Linked DNA regions of Gossypium hirsutum: region 2 is linked to region 1. The links are chromatin contacts, called in public Hi-C maps. All regions are on one chromosome and are shown on one strand. Each heading gives the region's core, a stretch centred on a gene start, on an enhancer-like site or on the middle of the called end of the contact. The rest is flanking DNA. Distances are from core to core; before and after follow the strand shown.

Region 1 (7,038 bases), core at 4,325-6,824:
TTTTAAATAGAAATTTGGTCAGATTTTTGCTAACATGGATAATGTTTTTCCTATATGAATCAAGTTTGAACATAGAATTTTATTTGTATTTTTAGCGGGATTGTATTTGAATAGCAAAAAGAAAAAAAACTTAAAACAATTTTTATAAATTTTATAAATTTTTAATATTTAAAAAAAATAAAATTCTTTTGCAATTCTAATTTTAAAAATTTTAGAATTTTTATTGAAATTTTGAAAAAAAAATCATTTTTAAAATTTTTTATCATTTTTATAATTTTTGGAACTATAATTTTTTATTTTATGATTTTTTGAATTTTTTTTAATTCTTAAATTATTTATCAACGTAAAATATAAGCTAAATAGTACAACATCAACAATAAAAAGGTTAAAAGCCAATTTGCTCCAAATGAAATAGGAGGGGTCAAATTAAACAAAGGTTTAAAGGTTGAGAACTAAATTTGTTTGTATGCTACATATATATTACACATAAAATAAGCATTTAACAGTATAATTTTAATGGAGAGACAATTTTGTTTCATCTAATGTACAAGAACTATTTTATCTACTTTTAGTAGGATGACCAAAATAAAATTTATGATAAAAGTATTTACATTGCTTTTCTGTTACCCAAGGTGCATACTTATATTTTTAAAATTCAAAATTTATATTTATGTACGTTAAAAAATAAGTAAAATAGTCAATTTTTTTGTAATAGTTGAAAATATATTAATTTTATGATATGAATTTAAAATATGATTTAAATCCAAGTTTAAGTTTTTTGAGCTATAATAGATTGGATTAACATTAAACTAAATAATTAAATTAAATTCATCTCATTAAATTAAAATTTTCAATTGCCATGAAAGGATTATTTTGCGCTTTTTCTAATCTATAAAGGCTTTTGTACTCGTTTTAAAAATATAAAAATCAAAATGCAATCCTAACACAAGAAATTGTAAAACACGTTTACCATGTTATCTTGCATTTATGTCCAATAACTATGTGAATGCAAGTATATATGCAAGTACCGAGAATGTAAAAATATCTTGAAACTCTTAGTGCAGTCGGATTATATCTTACATTCAATTGAAAAATAGATAAATTAATCAATATACATTAAATTAAAATATTTTTAACTGTACAAATAAATAAAATTTTTAATAGAAAAATTAATTTACTCTTTGATCTAATTTATAAAAATTAATTTACCTTTTTTTTTATAAAGAGGGCAAAATACAATCCGACTCCTACAAAAGCATCTATGATAATTTTACCATACTGAGTGTGAAGGTATTATATTTGTGCAAAAGTGGTCTTGTGTGCTGATGTTTTGCTTTGTTTTACTTATCAAGCACGAAGAGAATAATGTTAGTGGGCTTTAAGTTCTAAGTAACCATATGTATAGGTTACTTGAAGGGAAAGGTGGAGCTGTGACTTTGTGCATATTCTTTAAAAAATTAAAGGAGCTGAAGGCGAGAAATGTGTTGAACAAAGGGTTGAAGAGATGCATGGCTCAAAGGCAAAGCCAAGTCTTTAAAGCAGTCATATTTGTTAATGGTAAGCAGAAATAAACAAAAAGGTTTTTTGGCCCAAAAAAAAAAAACCAAATACAGTTTCGACAGCTTTCACAAGTCAGCAGCAATTGCCAGAAGCTGCCTTTGACAAAAATCATCTAACCCAAATAAGAAGTTCCTGGCTTGGGTCAAACGTCAAATTAAAACCGAACGAAATTGGCTTTTGTAAGAGATAAGGTAGAAATTGTCCAGTATACGAGTCGTTCTTCTATCAGGGGGAAGCTGTGGTTTTAATTTGCTACTGAGTCTAGACTCCTAATATATTCTTCTCTTTTCTAGTTCTAGAATTATATGTTTATTTTTATTATGGTTTTTGTACTTGAATTTAATTGTCTTATAATTATATTAACTGATCTTACATCAGTAGTAGTAAAAAATCAATAACGAAATAGATGCAACTAAACAAAGACCTTTTGTAAGAGAGTTTTGCATAAAAGAGTGTCAAATGTTGCATTACGAACCGATTACAACTTCAGTATGTATGGCAATGGTTGGCCGGCTCTGTAACCCGGCGGGTGTTGTAAGAATTGCATTTCCTGCACTTAAGACCAAGAACGTGAAACTGGACTGTGCTTGTACTGTTGCAGTCATTGCAGAGGATTGAAACCTGCATGAAAACCACATTCAACAAAGTGTACAAATATAAAACTGAACATCATTTTGACTATGTTCAAGAACGGAAGTATGATGAAGAAGATATTATATCATATAGAGCAACAGTGGCTCAGTATTAGCCTGAAAGAAGCTAAATAGGAAGGAACAGCACTAGAAACCATAACATAAACTTGCCCGCTAAAGTAGACCCTTAAATTATTAGCTTTATGTTCATTTGGAAAGGGTAAAAATGAGTATGAAGAATATTTCCTAATCGGGTCGGCTGTTAACATCCATGAAAAAGAAAGACTGGCTGCTATTTGAAATAAGGAAGTGTTATATGACAACACATCTATGTCCCGACCAAACATTGGGAAACAGATGGATACCTTCTAGAGGCACGGAAATTATCTAACTAGACGTGATTTCTGAATGAGAGCAAAAACTTATAAAAGTTTGCATATATGCTGCAACAATTTTAATTGCATGTATGCTGCAGGCAAAGAAAAAGAGAAAGTTACATAATTTACTACCTCAAATTGATACTCCGCAGGCATTCTAGTAGCATCAATCTGTAAACAAAGAAAAAGATCACCAATTAATGACATACAAAAATTATCGAAACAGTAAAATAGTTGGTTAATCCTGAAAGTAGTACTTAACAACTTCTACAGCAAAATCTATTTAATATGTTCTTTAGAGAAAGATCAGACATCCTTGAAATAAAAAATTAGATCCATGGAAAGGGCATATAAAAATCCAACAAAAGAACCAATTATTAGTAACACACAATATGCTGAGGTCTAGTAGAAACTTAATGTGCAATAAGATGATCAAAAGAAGAAGGTTTATACATCCATATCCAGATCTTCCCAGAAGGCAGACATATCAAGTACTGCCTTGCAGCAGATGGGACATCTATACCAGTGAAATGGAGAAAAAAAATATATATATATATAGTTAATGTTTTAACCATTCTGAAAAAATAAAATAAAATTAAAATAGGTAAGCAATTAGCAAAGTAATTTGAATTTACTGATTTTGCTTAGCCATCTGAGAAAAGCATTCCATATGCATTGTATGTCCACATTTCATAATGCGTGTGCTTTTAACTGAGTCAAAAAGATACTGGACACAGGAAAAAAATGTCTTGGAAAAACATATTCTTATGAAATTTCAAGAAAAGTGAAGAAAATGGTCAAACTCTCAAAGCTCAAACCTCAAAACAGATGGGGCAATAAGACTTCATGGAATTCTCTACACAAAAGTGATTGTCACGCAGATCCACCATATAGCAAGAACCTGTGCCAATGATAACATCATAAAGGAAAAAGCAATACAGGAAAATGACCACAAGAAATTAAACAACTTTGAAGATACTGCTAATACTAAGAGTAATTAAACTGGAATCATAAAATTAATTTGAAGACTGCACAACTATATGCTTAGAGATACTCACCATAAACTTAAGAGAATTTAAAGTTTACAATAACAAGTACAGAGATAGGTTCCCTAATATGCCTTTTTCTTTAGCCTTTACATGAAACTCCAGCTTAAATCTACAACTAAGTGAATTTTAGGAGTCTGAAGTAAACTAGCTTGGGACACCATTAAATCATCAACTATCTAATGGAGTCATAAACTCATTGAAAGGACCCCAGATGTCTTAGAAGTCATCTCTTTGAGCCCTATGTTTAAAATGATAATGGACAAAATAGGGGACACTACGACTATAGAACTGCAACACACCTCAATAAACACCCTGGAACACGGCCATCTAAACAACAGATAAAGCCAATATACTTCGCTGCACTCCGCAAAATTACAACAGTAGGGAAACGAAGGATTTTAAGGGCTATCTATCATTACGATTTTGGCTATTTCCTTTGGCTTTCTTAGGTTAATCCTATTAAATAAATAAAAATTAGAGAAGAATCACATCTGGTTAATATGATCAAACCACCATGAATATCAATAACTTATAATTCAGCTATCCTTTTCATCTTTTTCCATTTCTTTTCAGCTTAAAGAGGAATAGCATATTGTGCCCCATAACAAGTATAACATGAAATTCCATACAATACTATAAAAGAAACCAACTCTAAAACTAAATCAATTAAGGAGCAAGAATGGTAATAAGACTGCCTACCACATTTCTCGCAGTGAAAGAACTTATCACGGCCACCAACCCTGTGTAAACCACAGATTAGACCAGACTAGAAGTTGACAAGATATAAGACAGAAACAAGTTACAATAACAAGAAGTAAAAAACTTAAGCAATCGGACACAACATGCTAACCAACCTACAAATTCCACGATCATTACAATGGAATTGTCCCTTTGTAATCTGCAACAGTCATAACATAAACTCAACATGATTCTTTAAGTGGAATAAAAGTAAACATAAACATGCAATCATCTTACATCATCATCATAGAATTTACAAATGTCGCAGAAATATTCTCCCATGTTTACCCCACAATGGGAACAGACTTGAGCAACCTGGACATTAGAATAATGGACTTTCAGAGTTGAGACACTTACAGTTACTACCACAGAATTAAATGCAACTTGACATACCTCCTGTTGGGTATTGCAAATTGAACAAATAACCTGACACATCATCAACTCCACTCCATTATAACAATTATATGTTAAGGTACAACATGAAAGGTGATTTTGTCAAATAAAAATACTTGCTTGACATCCTGCCTGACAAGGTCGTGATGATCTTTTGGGTTGCTAAGTGAGTTCTAAATTAAACAAAGAAATAAAAGAATTATTAAAAGAAAAAAAATTAAACAATCCAAAACAATAAGATTAATAAATTTATATAACCAAGGCAGGCAATTAAAAAACGTAAATGAACATGAAAAGGGAAAGGGAAACGAGAGAAGGGAGAGAAAGTACTGAGGTCTCGTTATGGCAATGACGGCAAGGGAAGGTCTTATTACAGCAAGGAGCAAGGATTTTACATCGTCTCTTGTAGTGATCGCATCTGAAAGAAAAAACAAATAAAAAAAAGCATTTAACAAATTGAAACCCAAAGGAAACAAAAAAGAATATAGAGCAAAGAGAAGATACCCATGGTCGAGTTTTCCGAAATCTTTGCTTCTCTGAGGCGAAATTACAGAGTCCCCTGCCATTGGTTAGAATAGGAACACGAAGAAAGAAAGAACAAAATAGAGACATTTGCTCTTCTTTTTTCTTTTTTTTTTCCCTTTCTGAAAATTAAGAACAACATAGAAAACATAAAATTTACTAAATTGGGCCTATTAGGCCTTCAAAGTCAATTATGTTTGCTCGGCCTTATTAGGCTTGTAAATCAAACTGGTGTTTTCTTTTTCCTTTTTTTGAATGCCAACGGAATTCACTTTTATCTTACGTTTGCAGGAAAGGATTTGTTTAGGTATCTTCTAGACGTTGCCGTAATAACTGCTAGCAGTAGATATTAGCCTCAGCCTGCGTCACTAAATGTTTTCTTATTTCACCCATTCCCCGTCGATTGTTGTTATCTTCTCACTCATTTTGACATTTATATATTTAATAAAGAGATGATATATAATTTGATATTTGAATTTGTCTATTTGTATTTAGTTAGTTTCTAAATTTTTTTGGATCTAGTTAGTCATTAAATTTGTATTCCGTCAACTAAGTTAATACATTTGCATTAATATTGTTAGTTTGTGCTAATGTGACTCTATTAACCAATCCGATGGTACCACATGACAACCTCTCATAACGCCACAAGGATGTAACAGCCCATTTTTAGTCAAATCAGAATAGTAGTTTCGGGACCACAAATCTGAAATCAAAATAATTATTTTATTATTATTTTAATGTTTACAAAATGATAGTATGATTGTGTGAAATTTTTGTTAAGAAATTTTATCATTTGAATGCTCAATTCGGTAAAAAGGACTAAATCGCTTAAAGTGCAAAAGTGATATTCTAATAGCTAAAGGTATTAATAGCTATAGAACCTTAAAGTAAGAGTCCTTAAGTGGTAATTAGACCATTTCAATTGTGAGTGGACAATTATGGGCATATATTAAGTGATTTTAATGTTTTTAAACAAGGTTAATATAGTAATTTGTAAATAACTTAAGTAAAATGATGGAAAACTTAATGTATCATCATCCTTTCTTCATTTCCACCAAAAATACAAAGAAAGAAGGAAGCCATGAAAGTTTTTTAGGGTTCGGTCACTTAGTAGCTTAATTGATAAGTGATTTTGACTCGATTTTTAATTATTTCTATGTTTTTGAGATCGTTGCAACTAGGTCTAGCTAGCTCAAGGACTATTTTACAAAACTGTTAAAGATTTAGGAAGTTTCCATTAATGAATAAGCATGTATTTTAATGATTGATGATAGATTATGAATGTTTGATGATAATTATACAAGTTTTGTTAAGTGATTTTTAGTGAAAATGCAAATTAGGGCTTAAAGTGTGAAATGTGGAAACTTTGTGGTTAAAATGTGAAATAAATGAATAATATGGGCTGATATATGTACTAGGAAAATTTGACTAGCATGGGTTGATATCAAGTTGCATTAATTTGTGTTCTTATGAAATAAGGACTAAATTGTAAAAGTTGTGAAATACTTGGGGCAAAAGTATAAAATGCTTTAATAAGTGCTTTTGGATTAAATTGAATAGAGTGATAATTAAATAATCTAAATTTGATTACATATAGATCAAGGAAAGCGAAATTTGGATCTAGACCGAGGGAAAAACAAAGTACTCGACTACTCAATCTATTTCATCGTTTTTGTAAACCGAGGTAAGTTTGTATGATTAATAAGCTTAATGTTATATGTGTTTATATGCTTAAATATTATAATTGTGATATTACAACATTGTGAA
Region 2 (7,439 bases), core at 3,430-5,929, 320 kb after region 1:
GATGTGTTATGGAATTGGGTGAAAATGCATTGAATGGTATGAAATATATATGATATGTTGATAAAATGGATTGCAATAGTGAATATGGTTAAGAAATGATATATGTACTAAATTGTAAATGAATTGAATATTGGCACTCTATTAGTTGTTCTAGTTGTGTCGAATATAGTTGACATGCCATAGGATTGGTTTGTGTACGAGATTATGCGCTTATGTGTCAGGTTGCACCTCGTGTGCTGGATATGTGCTTTGTGTGCTAGAATGCACTTTGTGTGCCTGTATGTGCTATGTGCGCCAGGATGCATTTTGTACGTTAGTATGCACTTTACGTGCCAGTTTACTCGATGATGCACTTCGGTGCCAGTTTGGTGTATTGCTTGCATGATTCGTGTATCTGTCCGAGTTCGAGTCATGTTAATAGGGGTGTAAATGATAAGTTTGATAAATAGTATTAAAATGAAATAGTATATGTGACCAAATTTGTATATATATGAGTTTGATAAATAAATCTTATACCTAATGTGCAAACTAATTGAAAGCGAGCCCTAGGGCCAAATTGAATGCAGATAAGTCAATTGACTCTAGAAATGAGTTGAATGGTATGAGATCAAAGTAAATTATTTGAATGTCATGGAACACAATGGTGTAATGTTAATGGCATGCTATAAAAATACATAAACGAGTGCTTGATTCTTGAATTATATTGAATTGATATGTAGTGAATAATTGGTAAATGATAAGGAAGTTGGAGTTGGTCATATATGTTGTAATATTTAATAGGTTGTTTTGGCATTGTTATAAGTATGCTTCCATATATTTAATGATGATAAAAATGTTTGACACTTGGAACAAGTTTTGGTTGAATATTAAGTACATATATCCATGTATTATCTTGAAAGATATTGTTAATGCTTATGTTTTTAGATATATATATATCTTGAACCATGAATGTACTACTAAGCCTTATAGCTAAATGTACGCTTTGTTTGTTCCTTGTGCAGGTATAGGTGTCCTTGAAACCTCGAGAAAGTGAAGTCAACACCCGAACGACAACAATCGAATCAACCTAGCTTTTTATATTCTTTTCATTATGTTAATGGCATGTACTTAGGGATAGTTTAATTGATGTTGCAAAATGGTTAAATGGTTGTATAAAGGTTGTGATATTTGTGAAATTTGTTTTGGTCATGTATATAAATGATATTAATGGCTTGGTATATTTGTTTTTGCAAGTTTTAAGTATATGCAATGATTGATTGTGGCCTTGGAGCCAAAATGATGGTTAATATGCTAGGTTGGTAGCATTGGAAAGTAGGGACTTAGTGTGTTTCCAATCTCGCGACATACACCATCAATGGCGTGGCATTTCCCTTTGTTGTCGTGACATCCCTTATTTGAGGTCGCAACATCAGTCATATATTATTTTGAAAACTTTGCAATTTGGTCACCAGGTTGGGAATCTTTGTTACTGTCTTCAATGTCGTGACATAAGCCCTGGAAGCTGCAATACTCACTTGAAGTACTTCAAAAACATTTTAGTTTAATCCGAGTTCGACCTTAGGATGGTATAGAGCTTTTGTAAGATCGTATATGACTCGAGAATGATTATATATGATATTTTACACTTGAAATACTTATTATTTAATGATATATGATGAAATTTGCTTGTAATAAGTCGTAGTTGCTCCAGCAATGAATGTGGCATCTCGTAGCTCAAACCGGACGATCAGGTCAAGTATGGGGTACTGCAGATTTCTTCTACAATCTTTCTCTTCTTGGAGGCTCGAGTTACCATAGGAGCCTTCTCTATATCTTTCTTCTACATTATATTTCTAAATATTGGCACATTCAACCTCAATATGTCGTTGCCTTGACATTCATGACATTGAATTATTTTCTTTTTAATTCTTTGTTTTATTGTATCTCATTTAGCTTTATTCTTATTGTAATTTCAAAAAGATTTGTTGAATTTTCTTGTAGGAAGGGCCAATTGCTCTCGTAAATTCTCTATAGAGACAATTGTTGCAGTGCTAGTTGTAATTGGAGATTTAACATTCAAAGCAATATTCATTTTAGTCTTGATATTGTCTCTTATGGTTTCTTGCAAATTCATCTCTCTGGATGAGATATTAGCACCTTCCATACCAACTTCGAATTGAGTATTTCCTTCCAAAAGAAAAAACTTGTTTAGATATATCACAAAATTTTGCATAAAAATCAAAATGAGTTTCATCCTCAGTCATTCTTAAGTTTTCAAACCTGATAGTTAACATTTGTAACTTTGACTGCTTCACACTAGTGGCCCCTTTATGAGTGGTTTCAAGAATGAGTCAATCTTATCAAACTAAGATGCATTTGGAGATGTTCCTAAATTCCTGAGGGTCTATGCCATTAAAAAATGTCATTTAGAGCTTTAGAGTTGTTAGCTTGATGCTTTATCTTCATTTGCAAACCAAGTAATTTTTGTTTTCACAATTGTAGTACCATAAACATTGGTAGTTTCAAGGGGTGTCCATCTAGCTAGAATAGTTTTTCAAGCCTTCTCATTTATAAACTTTATACTCGCTATCATACATGCCTTTGAGTAGGCGTCGTTTAAACCATCAAGTATAGGTGATAAGAAAATTGAACTTTCTTCCAAGATTCAATAACCTATAATAAAATCCCACTAAGTTTATCTAATGTTTAGCTCTGATACTAATTGAAAGTGTTTGAAGTTTCTAAATAAATATTCATTCAGTTGTTACCTAAGAAACAAGTAATAAAATAAAGATAAATGAACACAAGCAATCATTTACACAGTTCGAAATCATCCTATGTTTGCAAGACCTTGTCTAATGAGAAATCTACTATAACTTTCACTGTAATAGCTATGATTTAAACCCAACTGATATCCCCACCATTATAACCACCACCTCTTTCTCTTGATTACAATAAAAGCTCTCACCAAGTTTTTCCTTGCGAAAGCTTAATAAAAACTAGCAAAAACAAGTTTTGAACATAAGTATGTACACTCAAGAACAAGTTTCTTTCAATGAATTAGATATTTACTCTCTTCAATTCATATCTTCCAATGTTGAATGAGACTTCCACATAAAGAGTTAGAGCCTAGTGTTAATAAGTAAACTTCAATCCGTTTTCTGATACACATAAATCTCACCAAATTATTTACCTTTAAGATAAAAATAAAAATGATTGAGATAAATTTTCACAAAATCAATCCATTGTTCTTATGATCGCATATGTCTTAAATATGAAACCCTTTTATATTTTAAGATACACCAAATGGACTAGTTTTCTTTACAAAAATTATACTAATTTTGCTGCATTTTACAAAACTTAACATTTTCTGAAAAATACACTTAAAAAATTGCCAATTAAAAACAACAAACTGTTAGAACTTGTTGCAAAGCTAGTTGTAACTGGACAAACGATTGGATGAACAACAAATGATACTTATAGATTTATAAGTTGTCAAGAAGAAAGATATAGTGGTTTCGGTTGTTGATATTGGCTGGTAATCCATTTTACTTTTATTATTATAATTTTATATTTTTCCAAAACTGTGGCCTTTTTATAATTTATGTTATGAGAAGATTTTGTTATTTTTATGAAATCGATATTTGCTAAATTAATTTTAACAAATACGTAAGAAGCTCTAAAATTTGATTTCCTTGCAAATAATATGATATATTGACATGAAAAGAAAGACTATCTTTATTAGCATAACACTTGCATATATACTTTTATGTTAGGTAAAACAGAATAAGATATCTTAATTTATATATATACATATAAATTTAATTTTATAATTCAATGTAATTTCAAGATCAATGCTTCAACAATGAGAACATTGTTGCTATTCATCTTCACATATACATTCATGTTTGTAGGTTTTTACAAATGGCTTCAATATTGAATGAATAAAAATAACTGCAGAAAGTAATTCCTTGAGGAACGAAGCATCCAAATAACATGTAGTAATCTTTAAAATTCTTTTGAAAGTTGAAAAGCAGAAAAGTATATAAAGTAAACTTCATTAAGAAATAGAAAAAGACTACATATACCAATGCTAAGATGACACATGATAGAACATAGAAATAAAACTACACATGCAGACTACACAATACGTACAGCTCACTAGAGAGACCACTGATTTTGAGCCAACTTATTTCTTTCAATGTTAATTGAAGGAGTAATTTGTATTTAGTTTAGCAAAAAGCCTGATATGGCCTCAGCAAAGGGATCAGTCCTCCTCCTAAGTGGAGGGACATGACTTCATTGGTGGATCCCACCAGCTTTCCACCTATGAAGACCGCCGGAACCGGCGCTTTGCACCCCAACCTCATGAGGGCTCTCTCCATTTCTCGGCCTTCAGGGTCTTGGTCGATCTCATGAATCGTTGGGGTTACCCCAAGCTCTTGGAATAGAATTTTGACAGCATAACATAAGCAACATGAGCTCTTGCTGAATAGCACTACCCCTCTCTCTGTGGTCAATCTCATCACCTTGTCCATGTTGAATCCTGATATTCACAATGTAATTTGCTTAAAGAAAGTCTGTACAACGGGACGAAGAAAATGTTTAAGTTCGGAGAAGCCCGAATTCCGGCTGCACTCGATCTAATGGTGGTGGTAGATTGGAGTTTGAGAGGGTGAAGTGAGGAAGACAGAAAGGAGTCCAAAGCTTTGTAGGACTTGGGAACTTAAGCTCCCATGGTAGAGTATTTATAGGGACATCATAAACTTCTCTGTTTGAACAAGAACTCCAAAAAAACACCCTGCTTCACTTAGATGCTAAAACGAATAAAGGTGCTTAATATGATGGAGACTACTGTGCTCCCATAGCTATGGGCTCAACAAGTTGGAAGGGAAATTTTCTGCTAAAAGTGATTAACTGTAAGCAGCCTATAGCTATAGGCATCTGATTTAAACCCTTACGTCAACCTGATTTAGCAATCTACGTGTTTAGCCTACTAACCAAGTATTTTACCTTTTGTTTGTAGATTTCATGGACTTCCAATACTTTCTAATTCCAATCAAGATTTAACGAAAGTAGAAAATATTCTGAGGCTTGCTAGTCAATTAAGACCAGATTCTCACAATCGTCTCCTTTGAATCCTATTTGCAGAAAGATTGCGAATGGGATCGCGAACGTGATGGCTTTCGGTGGCTGTAGATCTTTGTATTGCGCCCCACCAACTTGTATGATTCTTCCCACATGTGAGCACACAGATAGGCATTGTCTCACTTCATGCATAGCGTTGCTGCTCTTTTCAGATAGTGCCATCCAACGAGCGAGTGAGCCTGTGAACGGCAAAGGACCGCACATGTTCCTTCGTCACGGTGGGACAGGACAGGATTCTCCATTCTTTAACTGTATGGCTTGCTGCAAAATACTATATGTAATTGGCTTTAAAGAAAGTAAGCATTGCTGAAGAGCATCCATGAGGTGGGTACAGTTTTAAATCATGAGGACCTTAACAAATGATGCATGTGGATGAGTGTCCACAAATCTAGGAACTTCAATGCATGATAAAAAAACAAGTTTTTGGCCTTTAAGATGTAGATGGGAATGAACAGAATGGATGCATAGAAAGGTCCAGTTCTTTCCTTTTGTCTCAGATAAGGCAATATACACTATAAGTTGTCAACGTGGTGGAAGTGCCAGAAAGTACGGACCCAACTAATTTGATACCAGTTTTAAAATCAATTTAACACCTTGAAAGAAAACTAATGAAAATCTGCAAAACCCTCAAGAAATTTCATCAGCTTGAGGGTGATTCTGCAGTAGTCTATTTCATAAATTTGTTCCTTCATATGTTTATGAAACATCCATGGAATTTGAAGATGCACCACTAAACATGTAGGATTATATGAAAAGTTTGCCAATTGAGTAGGCAAGTTGTGTTTCTTTTTTTCTATATCATTTCTAGAATCTGAGGCCTTTACATATATAAGGTTGTTTAAATGATCCATCTACATTAAAGGATATGGCATCTTTTGCTAAGCCTTCAAATCTTCCACGTAAGAATGCAGCTGGATCATGGCCAAACGCATTAATTGCAGGGTGGCACCAAGGCCCAAGCTCATAAAAAAGGTATCTTGATACTTTAACCCATCCTATTTATAAAAAGCATCTTAAAGAAAAAAAAATTAATTTCCTTTACTAAATTCACGTTCAATTAATTTCTTTTTGTTAATAAAAAATCAATTAAGTTTCTTTCGTAACAATTTGTATTTTTTATCACACTATCATTAAAATTGACAGACAAATCAAAAGTTGACATGTGACAACTTATAGTTTAATCTTATATTTTTTCGTAAAAATTATTAAAAATAAAAAAATTATAAATTGATATAAATATATAAAAATCATAAAAATTTATAAATATTATAAAAAATAAAATTCAAATAAATTTTTAAAAATTATAAAATTAGTAAAATATATTTTAAAATATTTAAAATTTTATAAGAACTTATATGTAACACCCAACCCGATCATCAGATTCGAGATCTGAGATGTCACATTCGTTGCCAAAGCAACTACAACTTCATTTGCATATCAAATAAACAATTACACAAGTCATTACGTTCAATACTTAATTATAATATGTTATTTAATCAAATCCAGGTTATAACCAAGCTTATGAAAGCTCTTATGAAGAACCTGCAATGACTCGATTTTCAATAGTATCGGAAAATGCAATTTCAGAACTCCATTTCTATAAATTAAGCTCGTAAATATAAAATAAGAATATTTACGGAGTTAATGTAACAATATATTGAGGAATGGTCGAGTAATTTAGTTGATAAAATACTTAATTAAAACTCAGATACTAAATTGTAAAAAGTTTAATTGCTATTGAGTTTTAATTAAGAAAAAGCTTGAGAACCTATATGGCGATTAACCAAAGGGTCAAAATGGTTATTGAATTATTTTTAAATAAGAGATAGTGGTTGATGATGACATTTCCACTAAATATGATTATTGGTTAGTGTGAGTTAATTAAGTCATGATTACATTAATTAAGTTAGATTGATTAAGCTTTAATCAATATATATATATAAATTTTATAATAACTCAATTTCAACGGTGTTGAAAAAAGCGATTTTAAAACTCCATTTTCGTACTCTGGGTCCGTAAATATTTAAATATAAATATTTACGAAGTTAGTATAAAAGTATATTAATGTTTGGTCTATCAATTTTGTCAATTAGTTGCTTAATTATGGTACATGAGCTAAATTGTAAAAGTCCAATCGCTATAGGTTTTTAATTGAACAAAGCCTTGAGGACTTAAAATACAATTAGCCAAAGGTCCAAAATGGAAATTAAACCATTTTTTAATATTGTAATATCCCATTTTTTTAGTGGCACAGGAAACGGTGGTTTCGAAACCTCTCCTATCTTTCGATGATCAAGTCAATAAATACTATT

The links. A called contact is a pair of places that touch in the nucleus more often than the background predicts.
Region 2: a contact with region 1 is called in a Hi-C map of leaf, with 3 times the contacts expected there. The contact joins the promoter of LOC107893619 here to the promoter of LOC107893804 in region 1. A contact is called at or near these places in 8 of 34 Hi-C or Micro-C datasets (callus and leaf).

The regions. Positions count from the first base shown.
Region 1 is chrA08:15,369,250-15,376,287 of Gossypium_hirsutum_v2.1, forward strand. LOC107893804 (E3 ubiquitin-protein ligase MIEL1) reads right to left here and starts at 5,575. Exons shown (of 9, transcript XM_041074502.1): 1 at 5,254-5,575; 2 at 5,080-5,167; 3 at 4,473-4,516; 4 at 4,318-4,358; 5 at 3,388-3,470; 6 at 3,205-3,296; 7 at 2,702-2,740; 8 at 2,036-2,181. The coding sequence starts at 5,315.
Region 2 is chrA08:15,691,647-15,699,085 of Gossypium_hirsutum_v2.1, forward strand. It overlaps LOC107893619 (monothiol glutaredoxin-S11), which reads right to left and starts at 4,680. Exons shown (of 1, transcript XM_016818690.2): 1 at 4,022-4,680. The coding sequence starts at 4,517. The coding sequence ends at 4,212.